Regions from separate parts of the Mus musculus genome. Here all the other regions are linked to region 3. Evidence: chromatin contacts called from public HiChIP or PLAC-seq and promoter capture Hi-C data. All regions are on one chromosome and are shown on one strand. The core of a region is the stretch at or near the end of the contact, and the rest is flanking DNA. Distances in the headings are between cores, read along the strand shown. Region 1 holds the start of Cacna2d3 (calcium channel, voltage-dependent, alpha2/delta subunit 3). Region 2 has its middle 17 kb from the start of Selenok. Region 3 holds the start of Wnt5a (wingless-type MMTV integration site family, member 5A).

Region 1 (2,700 bases), core at 194-2,693, 1.2 Mb before region 3:
GCTGGATCCTAGCCGGATACTACCCCTACCCTTACTCAGTTCTCTGCAATTGAGTGCAAAGAACTAGGTAGGGTGTGGGTGTGGGGGGGGGGGAGAACCCCTGTAAATCCCAGAGGCGGAAATACATGCACATAAGGAGAACCGAGGCGGCGGGGGCGCGTTCGGAGACTAGGCGAGGTCAGGAGCGCACGGCTGCCCCAGGTCGCCCGAGTTTGCTCCGCCAGGCGAGGATGACTCAGCCTCACTCGGGTCTTTACCGTCAGCCCGCGCGAGGGCTCCACAAAGTTCCTAGTCACACCCTAGAGCTTGAACGAGGATGGGGGACAAGGTTTTTCTAAGGGTGGGGCCGCGGCAAAAGAGACATCCTGGGGCTTTCCCTGTGGGTATTCAGAAGCCTCGCCCGCGCTCAGCTGCCTCTTCCCGGGCGGGGGCTGGTGTGCGGAACCTCCGTGCTCGGAGCAATCTGAACCCCCCTCCTCCCCCCGCAGAATTAAGGGTGTCTGCCGGTCAGGTTGGACTTTCCGCTGCGTTTGCTTCCTTTCCCGCCCGGGCATCCTGGTCCCTGGGTGCACCGTGTAGCAGTGCGGACCCCGGACCCCGAGCTTCAGTAGGCTTGAAAGCACCCCGGCCCGTGGTCCGGAACGCCAGCGGTAGCTGTGCGGCCGCCGGGTGCCCGCGCCGCGACTGCAGCGCCACCCTCCGCGCTTTCCTCCAGTCGCCGCGGCGGTGGAGCAGCGATGGGCGGCCACGCCGCGGTGCACTCCCTAGAACCCGACCCCCTTGTCCCATCCCCAGCCCGTTCTGCCGCTATACGAGCCGGTCCACTGCCGCTGCCGCCGCCCGCTGGCTTCTTCCAGACTTCTGCCTCTTCCCAAGGAACCGTGAGGGGAATCGGGAGGGGGTCGCACCACCTCTAGGCTCCGCAGCCCCCCACCACAACGCCCCTGACCAGTCCCCGGGGCTCCTGACCAGATCAACTACTGGCAAAGTGTGGAGCATCGGGGTCCTCGGCCTCGCTCCCGAGCCGCCCACCCCCATTCCGCTCCGGTCGCCAGGGCCTGGGGACCGCCCGGGGCCACCCGAGAGTCGCGCCCGTGGCGGCGGACTGCGGAGTTGTAAAGAACTCAGCGGCCGCAGTGGGCCGGACCGGGCGAGGCACGAGCCGTGGCGGCCAAGGACACTTGAGTTTGCGAGTCTCCGCCCGCGAGGCGCCTCCCGCCCTCCCGCCGCGGCTCGCCGGACTCCCCGGGGCCGCCGAGGCGGGGCTGGGCAGCTGCCGCGGCAAGAGGCGCGTCTCGCTCCCTCCTCCCGCGCCTGCCTACTCCCCAGTGCTCCCTCCCGCCTCCTCTCCGCCCTCCCCTCCCCTCCCCCCGTACCCCGCTGCTTCCCCCCCCCCCCTGCTCCCCAAGTGAGCCGGGCGCGCGAGAGGCAGGAGGGGCGGCGCGCGGCGGAGCAGGCAGCCCAGCGCGCTCGCCCACCGCCCGCCCGGCGCAGCTCTCCGCGGCCGCTCCAGTCGCCGCCGCCGCCGCCGCCGCCAGGATGGCCGGGCCGGGCTCGCTGTGCTGCGCGTCCCGGGGGGCCTCGGCGCTCCTAGCCACCGCGCTTCTCTACGCCGCTCTGGGGGACGTGGTGCGCTCCGAGCAGCAGATCCCGCTCTCCGTGTAAGTGCCTGGTGTTGGGACTCCCCGGGAGGGGCGGCTAGCGCCCGAGAGAGACCCGGGGCGCCCAAGTTTGGGCGCCTGCAGGTGCGGCTGGGCAGGACCCACGGCGGGTGCGGGCCTCGCCTCTTGCACCTGCCTCTCAGCATCAGCACCCAGTGGCGGGAGACTAGGGTGGAACCTTCTCGCCCTTTCCCTGGGGCTGGGGAGTAAGACCTGGAGAGGTTCACCTCAAGTGACAGCGCCAAGTTTAGAGCCTGTTTACAGACTGCAACTTCCACGGGCTGTTTAATGGTCCCCTTTTCTGCTACCTTGCCATCCTACTTTTCCGGGAAGTGGGGTGGGGGTGGGGATGGGTGGATTTCTTCAGAGTAGTATTTGCCAGGTGATGCTCATTTTAGGTGTTTAAGTAACCAGGCAATTGTTTCTATGAAAGCCCGTGGTCTTCTTAGAGAGCCAGGCTTTACACCTTCTGAACTCCGGTGACCCCGGACCCCATCCCGCGCTGCGCTCTACATCTTGGTGCGGGTAGTTTGTAAGAGAGAGTTTTTTTTTTTTTTTTTTTTTTTAATCTTTCTTTCCTTTTTCCTTTAATGTTCTATCGCCCTGCTCTTTCAGCCACAGCCCGGTGTGTGCGCGTGTGTGACGGTGACACTGGTATTACATTTCTTCCCTCTGCTCTTTTCTCCCCATAGAGTGAAGCTGTGGGCCTCCGCTTTTGGTGGGGAGATAAAATCCATCGCTGCCAAGTACTCGGGCTCCCAGCTTCTGCAAAAGGTAAGGTTTCTGTGGTGACAGACAGCGATGATTTTTCTAGCACAGAAAATGGAGGCAGATTTAGTTTTTCCAAACAAACGTGAGCCCAGAGCTGCATCAGTTATCAGAGTAGTCTCTGATCTCCCGTTCTTGGCATTGTACTGTGCAGTGACTTCTCCCTACCAACCGGTTATTTTTAGATGACACTTGATTCCAAACACAAAGAAAAGCAGGATACTCACTCGCACTGTCCTGGCTGGGGCTCGGAAACAGTGTGTTTGCATGG
Region 2 (2,700 bases), core at 104-2,603, 1.4 Mb before region 3:
TGGCTGCTTTTCCAGAGGATCTAGGTTCAACCCAAAGCACCCGCATGGCAGCTCACAACTGTCTAGGAGTCCAGTTCTAGCACATCCAACTCCTCTTCTGGCCTCCATGGGCATGGCATGCAAGTGATGCATTGACATACCCGCCAACAAAACACCTGTACTAATAAACAAATTTAAACGAACAAGCTACACAGATGGCTGTGGCCAATAAGCACAGGACTATTCTCAGTATCACTGGTGACAATGAAAATGCAAATCTAAACCGTGGCAAGACAGCAGTTCTTCCTCAAATAGAGACTGCAATAACAAGAGGGACAAAAGCGAGCGCTGGCACAGAGTTAGGACATTTTATCCCCAGCCGGGGCTGCAACAGTTTTAAAATTATTTGTCATGGCTGTATTGTATCCAATCCCATAAATGAATGAATGAATTATTCACTTGTGGGGACAGGGTTTCAGGATGTAGTCCAAGAAGTCTCTAAGTCTCAATCCTCCTGCCTCTGTTCCTGAGTTTCTGGGACTAGAGGTGTGTGCCACCAACCCCATAAATTCATATGCTGTAGTTATAAGTCCCAGTGTAGAGAGACTGGAGAAGCCTATGCCAAGACAGACATATGAACACAGCATTGAAGTTCTTTAAAAAATAAGATTATATGTACATGTTTGTGTGTTTATATAGACATAGATAATACCATAAAAGATTGACATATGAAAAAAAGCCAGTTTACAGAGAAACCCTGGAAAGCTCCCCATCCTGGGGCTTCATCTATCAGTGTGATCCTTTGCCTTGGGACACAAGAGCCTTGATACTTCACCAGGAAGCTGGGTTTCAGACCTGTGCTTATTGCACCATCTCGAAATGTGACCATATACGGAGACAACATTTTTACTAAGTTAGAAGTCATTAAGGTAAAATCATTAGGGTGAGGTTTTAACGCTGTTATTACTGTCCCGATGAAAGAGGAGATTCGGACAGAGACATGTGTAGAGGAAGACAGTTCAAAGCAACACAGTGATAAACAGCCAGGTATAGGCCAAGGGGAGAGCCTGGGATGGATTCTTTCCTTGGGGAACCAACTCTGCCTCAACCTTGACTCTACCTAGCCTTGGGACTGTGAAACAATGAAATTCTGATAATCCATCTGGTTAGTGTGACATCTGTTACAGCAGCCGTAAGCAGATCAGCTCATCATTCCTATAGCTTTTAAATAAGCTAGCTGACTCTTTTAGCTAAGTTATAGAAATGGGAAGTATGGTGGTTTAAATAAGAATGGAGCCTCTAAGCTCAGAGGTTTGAATGCTTAGTCATCAGGGAGTGGTACTACTTAGATTAGGAGGTGCGTCGTGGTGGGTCTGGCCTTGTGGGAGGAAGTGTGCCACTGCAGGCCCTGTGCTTTTCTCTTCCTGCTGCCTGGGGATCTGGATGTAGAGCTCTCAGCTCCTTCTCCAGCACCAAGTTGGCCTGTACGTGTTTCCCACCATGAGGATAATGAACTAAACCTCTGAAACTGTAAGCCAGCCCCAATTAAATGCCTTTCTTTGTAAGAATTGCTATGGTCACGGTGTCCCTTCACAGCAATAGAACCCTGGCTAAACCAGGAAGATTTTGTGACTATTTTTACTTTGGCACACTCACAGGAGCTTTTACAGGTTATTTAAGTGGAATTCTGATTCCACGGGCTGAGGAACAAACATTACACTTGCCTCTTTTCTTCCTGTTATCCAGAGTGAGTCCTGAGAGCAAAGCTCTCAGCTAGGCTTTCCTTTTCAAAGCGCTTGCTGAAAGGAAGCAAGCCTTTGCCAGGCTTATGAAGAGTTTCAAGGCATTTGTGCTTCGGGGTTCTCAGCAGAACACCTGCAGCAGGGAGGCCTTGCAGGCTGATTGGATGCTGAACACTGACTGAGACTGAAAAAGGCCTGATTTGAAAGGAAATGGATACCATCAATCCTTAGTAGAATATCAAAAGTTGTAGGATACAGTGCTCATCAACAACTTCCCAGGAAACCAACACAGAAAGAATGCCTGCTGAATTTTGATCATCTTTACAAATCTGCTATGGAATCACTTGATTTTTTTTAAAAATATTTACTTATTTGCATTCCAAATATTGCCCCTCTTCTCAGTCCCCCTCCCAGAGTTCTTCACCCCCTCCCCTTTGTCTCTGAGAGGGTATTCCCCCATCCATTGACCCACCACCCACTCAGCCCCTCCCCTTCTCCCCCAGTATATCCCTTCCCTGGAACATTAGGTCTCTACAGGTTTAGGCTCATCCTCTCCCACTGAGGCCAGACAAGGCAGTCTTCTGCTACACAAGTGCCTGGGGTGATGGACCCCCCCATGTATGCTCTTTGGTTAGTAGATGTGATGGTTTGTATATCCTTGGACCAGGGAGTGGCACCATCTGAAGGTGTGGCCTTGTTGGAATAGGTGTGACCTGGTTGGAATGGGTGTGTCGCTGTGGGTGTGGGTATAAGATCCTCACCCTAGTTGCCTGGAAATCAGTCTTCCACTAGCAGCCTTTGGATGAAGACATAGAACTCTCAGCTCCTCCTGAGCCATGCCTGCCTGGATACTGCCATGCTCCCACCTTGATGATAATGGACTGAACCTCTGAACCTGTAAGCCAGCCCCAATTAAATGTTGTTTTTATAAGACTTGCCTTGGTCATGGTGTCTGTTCACAGCAGTAAAACCCTAACTA
Region 3 (2,700 bases), core at 191-2,690:
AGTTCACAAACTAACCCCCGCCCGATCTCGAAACGCAGAGGCCCTAGAGTCTCCAAAGCACTAGGTTGACTCCGCTCAGGGGGCAGGATTAAAGCCACTAGGACCACTACTCCCCGCCCCCAATGCTGCAGTAAAGGACCTGAGCTCACCCAGAGGCCGCTAATAAAGCTAATAACGCGACCCTGCTCCCCGCGCGGGGTGCGCTCTGGCCCCCCGCCAGGCACTCTTAAAGGCACAGGGGCCGGGAACGCTCGGGTTACTCGACCTGGAGAGCCGGGAACTGGGCCCTGATCGGAGGTTGGGGGTGGGGTGTGCGTTGCTCTAGGGTAGGTGGCCCCTAGTTTCCTTAGTCTCGCAGCCGTTTCTCCTAACACAGTCCTCATCCGGCCTCAGAGCTTCAGCCACACAATCTCCGCGTGCCGGTGAAATGAGCGTTTGATATATACTTGATGAATCGAATCATTATCCAGTCACTGAAATACACGTAGTAAAACTACACTCCAGTTCTCGAGGTAAAAAGGCGCGCCGCCTGTGACCCGAACTGTCTTTCCTGCCCTCGCTCTTCTCCATAGTTGAAAAGGTTTGAAGAATAGCCGGTGCAAAAAGTCTCCAAGGACGCAGAGGCAGTGTCCCCAGGGTAAGGGACGAAAAGATAGGAGTCCCTGCCGGCGATATTGGAGTTTAGCTTTCTCCAGGCAGTTAGAGAAATGGAGAGGATAGGGATAGATTGAAAGAGTTCAGTTAACTTTGAAAAGGGGGGGAAAAAGTAGGGAGCGTCCGTGCGCACAGAACACTTACCTTCATGGCGAGGGGGAGGGGGCACGGAGAGGAAGTCGCCACCCGAGCGAAGGCGGCCGAGGAATTCAAGCGAAGCGTCGGGGTTAAGCCTTGGGGGACAATCCAAAGCAGGGCTGCGGAGTCCTCCTGGGCGCGTCGGGTGGGCGCAGCGACCCGGAGCGGAAGCGAGCACTGGCGCCCGGACTCGGGCAGAGGAGTTGGTATAGCGTGGAAATGTGCCCAGGAACCGAGAGGGCGCCGGCGCGCGCGGGCGAGCAGCAAGCGCAGGGCCGAGCGGGGACACAGTGCAGGAGCCGCGGGTCCGACGAGGGCGCGCAGGCGACTGTTCCGCGGCGAGGCGCTCCCTCTCTAACGTCCATCAGCGACGGCGGTAATTAGGGCTTTCCAACCCCAAATGTGGGCGTGATTGTGCAAAAGACTTTACAACAAATAATAAAAAAAATTCTTCACAAGAAGGTGAAAAAAAATGCCCCACTACTCAACTGTGGCCCGAGGCGGGGAAGGAGGGGGGGCAATCCCTGTGCCCAAGATGCCCCCAGTTCATTCACACCACGAATTCTGCAGACTCCAGGCGGCTCACGCCTCCTGATTGTCAGCTCCTCCTCTCTGGGTCTGTGGCCGAAACGTCTGCTTCCAGGGACTGCTCCTGCAGCTGAGTTAGCTAGTGAACCTCTGTGTACACACAGACACACACCCAAACACACACACATACACACACACAAACGCACACACACGCAGACACAGAGACACGCGCTCACACACACACACAGACACACACACACACACACAGAGCAGCAGCAGCGGCGGCGGCTATGGGACCACAGAACAATCAGGCACGCATGGTTTTTTCTCCGGGAGATGCCGCTGAAATCGCACAAGTCGCCATCAGAGCTGCAAGAGTCAGCGCCAAATTTTGTCCTTTCATTTTAGAGTCTGGCAAAAACCAGGCGCAAAGAAAATGGGTTCAAGGCAGCCCTGAACTTTCTGCCGCTTGGTGGCTTGAGCGGTTGATGGACAGCTAGCCTGTGGGGGAACGTTGGCTTCCCCCTTCTGGTCCCCTTCTTTCTTTCTTCCTTTCTTCGGGTTAACCTTCTTCTTTCCACCCCCCCGCCTTTCCAGAGAGAACAGAGCGAGAGGACGGAGGGCGCAGAGCTCCGCGGTGGCGACTCAACTCCAGAGGTCCATGGCGGCCGAGGCTGCCCACCTCCTCGGTCGCGGCCGGGGTCCGAGGGGCGGTCGTGGGGCCCGGCGGAGGCCGCGGAAGGAGATGGCAATGCAGCGGCCGCACAATCCGGACTCCGGACGGCGGAGGCGGTGCCTCGGAGCCTGCAGCAACTTTCCAAGCGATGCGGTGCCCCACAGACTGACTGGCCCAGCGAGGGGACCGCGTGCCCCCCACCCCCGGCCCTCCTGACCAGCTCCCTCACTTTCGCCCTCCCTCTCTCCAGACTCCTCTTTCCCTTGGTGTTCTCAGCGAAAAAAAAATATTTTTAAAGTTGCAGAACCAAACACGGCTGGAGAGGCAAAGGGGGGTGGGGGGGGGAGAGAAAAAAAAAGTCAACTTTGCCTATGCGCATGCGTGATGAGGCTGTCCTATGACAAACTTCTCAGGATTTTAAAGCTGTACTACGGGACAGGGTGCCTGGAGGCGGGGTACGCTCCCCCTTGGGCCCCCTCCTCAAGGCTCCCCATCCCCCAGGCATCTGTATAACGAGGTTCATTTCACTGCTGTTGCCTGCCTGCCTCCTGATCGGCTCAGCTTCTTCCAAAGCCGTCGACCCGTTTGGGGGTCTGAACCTCAACTTTCCGATCCGGACCCCTTGGCTCAACTGTCCCCAACTGCATTTACTGGCACCTCTACAGAAAGGACCTCACTGACATGGATCCTGGTTGGGTTGGGAT

What was found. Promoter capture Hi-C pulls out the DNA fragments that hold promoters and counts their contacts. HiChIP or PLAC-seq counts read pairs in DNA pulled down with a chosen protein or histone mark.
Region 1: an H3K4me3 HiChIP or PLAC-seq map of embryonic stem cells shows a contact between it and region 3, with 29 times the contacts expected there. The contact joins the promoter of Cacna2d3 here to the promoter of Wnt5a in region 3. A contact is called at or near these places in 6 of 39 promoter capture datasets (cranial neural crest, embryonic stem cells, hippocampal neurons and 1 more), 23 of 484 Hi-C or Micro-C datasets (embryonic stem cells and stem cell-derived epiblast-like cells), 12 of 115 datasets of contacts at active chromatin or transcription factors (VIP interneurons, astrocytes, embryonic forebrain and 4 more) and 1 of 9 other capture datasets (embryonic stem cells).
Region 2: a contact with region 3 is called in a promoter capture Hi-C map of embryonic stem cells, with 6 times the contacts expected there. The contact joins the enhancer-like site here to the promoter of Wnt5a in region 3. A contact is called at or near these places in 8 of 39 promoter capture datasets (the 3T3-L1 cell line, cranial neural crest, embryonic stem cells and 5 more), 18 of 484 Hi-C or Micro-C datasets (adipose-derived mesenchymal stem cells, cerebellar granule neurons, cerebellum and 10 more), 8 of 115 datasets of contacts at active chromatin or transcription factors (craniofacial prominence, embryonic forebrain, embryonic hindbrain and 5 more) and 1 of 9 other capture datasets (embryonic stem cells).

What each region holds. Positions count from the first base shown.
Region 1 is chr14:29,720,607-29,723,306 of GRCm38.p6, reverse strand. It overlaps Cacna2d3 (calcium channel, voltage-dependent, alpha2/delta subunit 3), which reads left to right and starts at 1,443. Exons shown (of 38, transcript NM_009785.1): 1 at 1,443-1,661; 2 at 2,354-2,435. The coding sequence starts at 1,540.
Region 2 is chr14:29,949,649-29,952,348 of GRCm38.p6, reverse strand. No RefSeq gene overlaps it. Among named protein-coding and RNA genes, the nearest start is that of Selenok, 17 kb to the left of the region's middle. Within about 2 kb of position 1,353, at least 35 of the 459 cell types and tissues checked have an H3K27ac peak or open chromatin away from gene starts, as enhancers often do. A contact at or near this core is called in embryonic stem cells, where this site is marked.
Region 3 is chr14:28,504,213-28,506,912 of GRCm38.p6, reverse strand. It overlaps Wnt5a (wingless-type MMTV integration site family, member 5A), which reads right to left and starts at 1,440. Exons shown (of 5, transcript NM_009524.4): 1 at 799-1,440. The coding sequence starts at 804.